Linked DNA regions of Triticum aestivum: region 1 is linked to region 2. Evidence: chromatin contacts called from public HiCAR-type data. All regions are on one chromosome and are shown on one strand. Each heading gives the region's core, a stretch centred on a gene start, on an enhancer-like site or on the middle of the called end of the contact. The rest is flanking DNA. Distances are from core to core; before and after follow the strand shown. Region 1 has its middle 7.9 kb from the start of LOC123099518. Region 2 has its middle 160 kb from the start of LOC123099519.

Region 1 (2,700 bases), core at 114-2,613, 170 kb before region 2:
CTGTACTGGACCAGTACTGGCTCACTGCAGGCGACCCTCGGATAGAATGGAGTCGCTGCGGGCAGCAGATAGCTGTGCCCTTACCTTTTCTAAAAAAAAACTGCTACCTTACCACCATCGTCGTAGCTTCAATGGGCCGGCTGTTTGTACTGTAAATGTTGGCCATTTTTTTCTCTTTTGCATTTGTTCTCTTGCAGCATTCGATGACGGGCATCGGGGTCAAAGTGAGCTTGAGCTAGTTAGTTGCTAATCAGTAATCAGTCCTAACCGGAATATCCATCCACTGGAGAAGTGTCAAGTGTATAAAGCGCACACATGCAGTACAGAGGAGCTCAAACATGAGGTATATATAAATTTCGTTACTGGTACAGTAGTGCTTCAGACCAACCTCTGATCGGAATCGAATGGACCAGCTAGCTTGGTTTGAACCCTGAAGCAAGAGCACCGGGGCTGCTCCCCCGTCAGGATATCAGAAAACAAAGACACACAAACACACAACAACTTAAGATAAGACGAGCTTGAAACCAATTCAACTGCCCACATTATCACAACCAGTTATACGCTCTCGATCATGTCAAGAACGAACAACGACACAGACACTCGTGGCCGTACATCAGAGGTGGCCCTGCATGCTGTTCGAACGGTACGTACGTACACGCCGGACCGGAGGGAACCCTGCACCTGAGCCTGTCCGGGGCCGGGCCAGCAGCGCCGCGCGACGTCCCCACCCCGACGGAACACGGCGAGGCCCGCTGTCCGCTCCCCGGCGCCGCGGTCCATATCCCCCGGCGGCAGGGGGCGCGACAGGGGACGCAGGGCCACGTCCGGCTGTCACGCCCTCGCCGCTGCATGCCATTGGCGCCATGGCCTGTGTGGAGGGCCATGCCTGGCCCCCGCGCACGCCTCTTTCAAATTAACTGACCGACCCGGCCGGCCGGCCGGCCGGCTGCGCCCCGTACGTGCCGCGCGTACGTAGATTCCCCCATGCACCGCCGATGCGTCGCCGTCGAGCATTCATTCGAGGAGGAAGGAGGTGATCGACGCCCGTATGCCGTCGACGACGCGTAGGTCGTCGTACGTACTGCCACTTCGAACGTGATGGGGGCTTTCAAAAAAACAAAAAATCTCGTATGGGCCCGACCAAATAACGCTCACGCTACGACGCCGCGCGCGCGCCCATGTCCCCGGCCGGCCGCCCAGGCCCGCATGGGCCACCACGATCGCCGGTAACGCGGCCGGCCGGTCCCGGCGTACATGTCCGTCCACTTCGCAGAAACTTCCTCCCGTGCCTTGGGCTGCCGCCGGGTGGTCGATAACGTACCCTGTGACGTCCGTCCTCTCCCCTGAGCCGTCCGACAGGACCCCGCGCCGTGCGATCCAACGGTGGATAGTACTGCTGTGTTTTTGGTACAGTACTCCTGCGTGTACGTCCGTTTCGACTCGACAACCTGCGTGTGGCTGCATGCCCCTGGTACGAGCCATGGTGGCATGGACGGTCTCGGTCGGTTCTCCAAGTTAAGACAGCCGGCCAACACCATGTCGAGAGCAAAGGGCATGTAGGGCCGGGAGGTCGCCCCAGGATCAACACAGGGAACATCGCAAGATCCTCGCCTCACTTCACCCAGACCGGTGTGGCTCGTAGTACTGCTCGACTCTACACGTATTAACAGTGACGGGGACGACGACGGGGCGTCACTTGCCCATGCCGCGGTAGAAGATTGCATTTCATCCTGGAAGAAAAAAAATCTGTTCTGAAAGGTAAGCCTACTACAAGACAGTACTGTTGTTGCGTACATTGCTGGGATTTGTATTTGTCCTCCCTCGGATGGAGACCGGTTGTTGCGTTCCTCTTTTCCTAGGATGGAGACCGGTTGTTCCACGGCATCATTACTGCAATACTTACAGATCATCGTGGTCTCCATCTCACACTTAATCGCCCGTGGTCTCGATGCAGCTGTACATCCATCTCGGCGCCGTTTTGTTTTGTTTTTTCCTCGCCAGGGAAACTGTACTAGTTGTCCAGTTGACCCTTGCAGATTGTCAAAGAAGTGATGCCGCAGCAGGGATACCGTACCTTTTTTTTTTGCGGAATGGGGATACCGTACCGACAGTACTCCATGGGTCCTCTCAGTCAAGTTTTCTTCCCTCCCCTGAAATCGCTTTCTCACTAGTACCTCCGTCCTGGTTTATTGGTCCGCATTGTAATACTAACAAAATATTTATGCATGTCACAAAAATTATATCACTGAAAACTATGTTTAAATACAAATCCAACAATATAATTTTTTATTGACATGCACTAGCATTTTATCAGTTAAAGCTTTAATCAAAATTTAACACTAATTATAAAAAGGACTAATAAACCAGGACAGATGTAGTACAAATAATGATCGTGGCGTCCAACTGGTAGTACAATGCTCCAACCAACTCCATCCTGTAGCATTTGCGTAGTCAACTCACACACTGCACTAGCTTCAAAAAAAAACTCACACACTGCACATTTACTACTATCCTAGGACATTCGAGTCTCTGTTTCTCTGACTTTTTACGGATCTGAATAGACTGCACAGTGCACAGTATTCTACAGGTTTCTAGCTGCAACTTGTACCAGAGGCGTGATGAACCAGACGCCTTTGATAATTGACAGGCTTCATGATTAGCCGCGTAATATCAATGATCCATAATTGGATTGCATCCACT
Region 2 (2,712 bases), core at 39-2,538:
ATAATCCTGTGATTACAACCCAACAACCAGGCTGTCTGCTCATGTGTTGATAACTTCTTGAAACCATTGGTGCAAATATACGGCACGTTGCCCGGTTCAAAATCTTGTCCATCAGATCAGTCAGAGATCTCTAGTCATACCATCGCGGGCAAACAGCACGCGCGGGAATCACGAGACAAGGTGATCAGCGAGCATGGCCCATGTCAATCTAAAACCCTTGACTGTCAGGAACGGCATCCCAAAAGGCAGGCAGAGCTCCTGCCCGGTCCAAAGTTTTGGCTGGATCGCACGGCAACCCTGCGCTTGTTGAGAAATGCTGCCACCTCCTGACGCTGCAAATGGGGCCAGTCGTGTTATGTCTTGCATGCATGGCGCCGCGCTTAACTTGTGTGTACCCATGTCCGTCCATGTAGAAACAAAGTTTGAGATCGGAGACCAGCTGGACGGAGCGAGATCGTCGGAGGTCCAAGAAGCTGGCCGTACCTTATCTCCGGGGGTTCCATCTCGCTCCCATGCATGCAGCTAGCGAGCGACGGCACGGCCGACAGCGCGGCCGCCACGGCCCCACCTTGCCGCCCGCCGTGTCGGCACGGGCCTTGCGCACCCACCCTGCAGGCCCCCACGATCCGGGCGGGTGAGGAGAGTCTTCGGAGGAGATCGATCGCCATTAACATTTCGCTAGCTAGCTATAGTCGCGCAACGCCGCTGGGCGTTGAGACTTGAGAGAAAACATGGTCCTGCCCGCATGGTGCGTGCCCCGGGCCGATGAGACACGGCGCTGTCTGCGGTACAATGGGCGGACGTGGGGTTGGGGGTACGTCCCACCCTTGACATGCAGGTGGGGGCGCGGCGTCCCACATTGTTGGATCCTGCACACCGCAGCCCCATGTGGGCGGAGATCGGGCGATCGGCGTCAGGACGCAGCAGCGCGGCGCGCCACCGGTCGGGCTGCCGGTTCCCCGCCCCGTGGGCGCGCCCAAGGTAAATGGCATGGCATATTGGCATGGTCGGCGCGCCCCCGGACAGAGCAACGCTCCAGTCCTGCCCAGCCCGCGCGCGGCCACCGACCACCCGTACGCGCACGTCCATGGCTCAGTCCTTCTGTCCGTAGGTAGGATCGATCCGTCACTCACTCCTTTAACAACTCGGTCAACGCTTGGGCGTTGCACGCCATTGAGGCATTGACCATTGTTACCAGAGAATCGAAGAGCAAGTTGGCCACTTATCTCGACCGGGATGCTGCCCCTGACGCGTACGTGCGCATTCGAGACAAGCCGAGCAGGAAAGCTGGTGCCGCCATCTCGGCCCTGAGTCAGCAGCGCCGACTCAGCAGCGAGAGGGGATGGGACGCACGGGGCCGCGCGTGCCGCCCATGAGATTTTGGATAGCACGTAGATCGCGCGGGCTACGCACTCGCCGTCACTAGCTAGTATAGCTACGACGCGCGTAGCGTAGGTGTGCGACTGCTGCGTTCGTAGTGTATGGGGGCGGCATGGGCGACCGGCCATGGGGGCGGAGCATGGGGGTCGTGCTGATTTGGCGACGACTTGGCACGGCGAAGGCGACGCGCCGGGGCGGACAGTTCGGACACCTGGTGTGTGGTGGGCCTGCGCTATGTTGGGACCAAACCGAATTAACGAACTTTGTACCTTTCTCCGGGTCATGGGCGCGGGGTTTCTACGGTCTACGGCCTGGTTTTTGTCTGGAATTGTCCTACATTAGATTAGCAGTTTAACAAACCATTTCTAATAATGTTAAAAAAAACATCTCTAATACGCGCGAGGTTTACTTTTACAGAAGAAATGGACACCAACCTTGTTCAGTTAAGCTACTGCTGAGGTGGGCTATTTTTTTCTTGCCGACAAGAACAACGTGAGCAAATCAAGGGCACCAAGTCCCTGATTCGTCAAAAGGGGTTGATTGCATGTTCCCGCAGATTGTTGTGTTGAACTTCTTTTTTTGACAAAGTTGTGTTGATCCTATTGATGATTTAGCAACCAGAGAAAGTTTTTCAATATTTATTAAATAATGAAACAAAGTTAAATCATCCACCGACAAGAGAACGTGATAATTTAGCGCATTGTTCAACGAAAACAACCGGTGGCACATAATTCACCTGCTTTTCTAGCTCAGAAGATACACCGCACATCTAACGGGGACGCCAATGTAAAGCTGCCTTGACGAAGTGCAAAACGCAGCGTCCTTGAATGGTTCACAATTGTAACAGAAAATAGTTGATATCGATTTGTGTCGGTGCACTGAATAAAATCTTGGTTAAAATCTAGGACGACTTTTACCACGCATTTTGTTTATAATGAGTGTCATGGAATTCGCCTGCTTTGCTAGTTCATGAGCTACGATATGAATCTAGCAGGGATGACAACTGAAAGGTGCCATGGTGAAAGTGCAAAAATGTAGTGCATGTTGGTGTTGAACGATACATGATTGTAACGCATATAGTCGATGTCAGTTTGCGTCGATGAATTGAGTGAAACCCTTTGTGAAAATCTTTACACGACTTGTGACGTGCATTTTGTTCCTTCATCTGTAATCTAAACCTAAGTCGGTTGTCTCTTTCTCCCTCCTTTTCATTAGCCTATGGAGAAGATCGTCGAGGAAATTTTCATGTGGAGGAGACATCAAAGTTGAATCCTGCTGCGGTTTGCTGGGCGAAGCGGAATGTACATGCCACAACGTGTCGAACTAGATGCC

The links. HiCAR-type assays count read pairs that join an accessible place to other places.
Region 1: a contact with region 2 is called in a HiCAR-type map of leaf, with 7 times the contacts expected there. The contact joins two enhancer-like sites. A contact is called at or near these places in 1 of 5 Hi-C or Micro-C datasets (root) and 1 of 1 datasets of contacts at active chromatin or transcription factors (leaf).

Annotation. Positions count from the first base shown.
Region 1 is chr4D:34,687,393-34,690,092 of IWGSC CS RefSeq v2.1, forward strand. No RefSeq gene overlaps it. Among protein-coding and RNA genes, the nearest start is that of LOC123099518, 7.9 kb to the left of the region's middle. Within about 2 kb of position 1,364, at least 6 of the 8 cell types and tissues checked have an H3K27ac peak or open chromatin away from gene starts, as enhancers often do. A contact at or near this core is called in leaf, where this site is marked.
Region 2 is chr4D:34,859,578-34,862,289 of IWGSC CS RefSeq v2.1, forward strand. No RefSeq gene overlaps it. Among protein-coding and RNA genes, the nearest start is that of LOC123099519, 160 kb to the left of the region's middle. Within about 2 kb of position 1,289, at least 3 of the 8 cell types and tissues checked have an H3K27ac peak or open chromatin away from gene starts, as enhancers often do. A contact at or near this core is called in leaf, where this site is marked.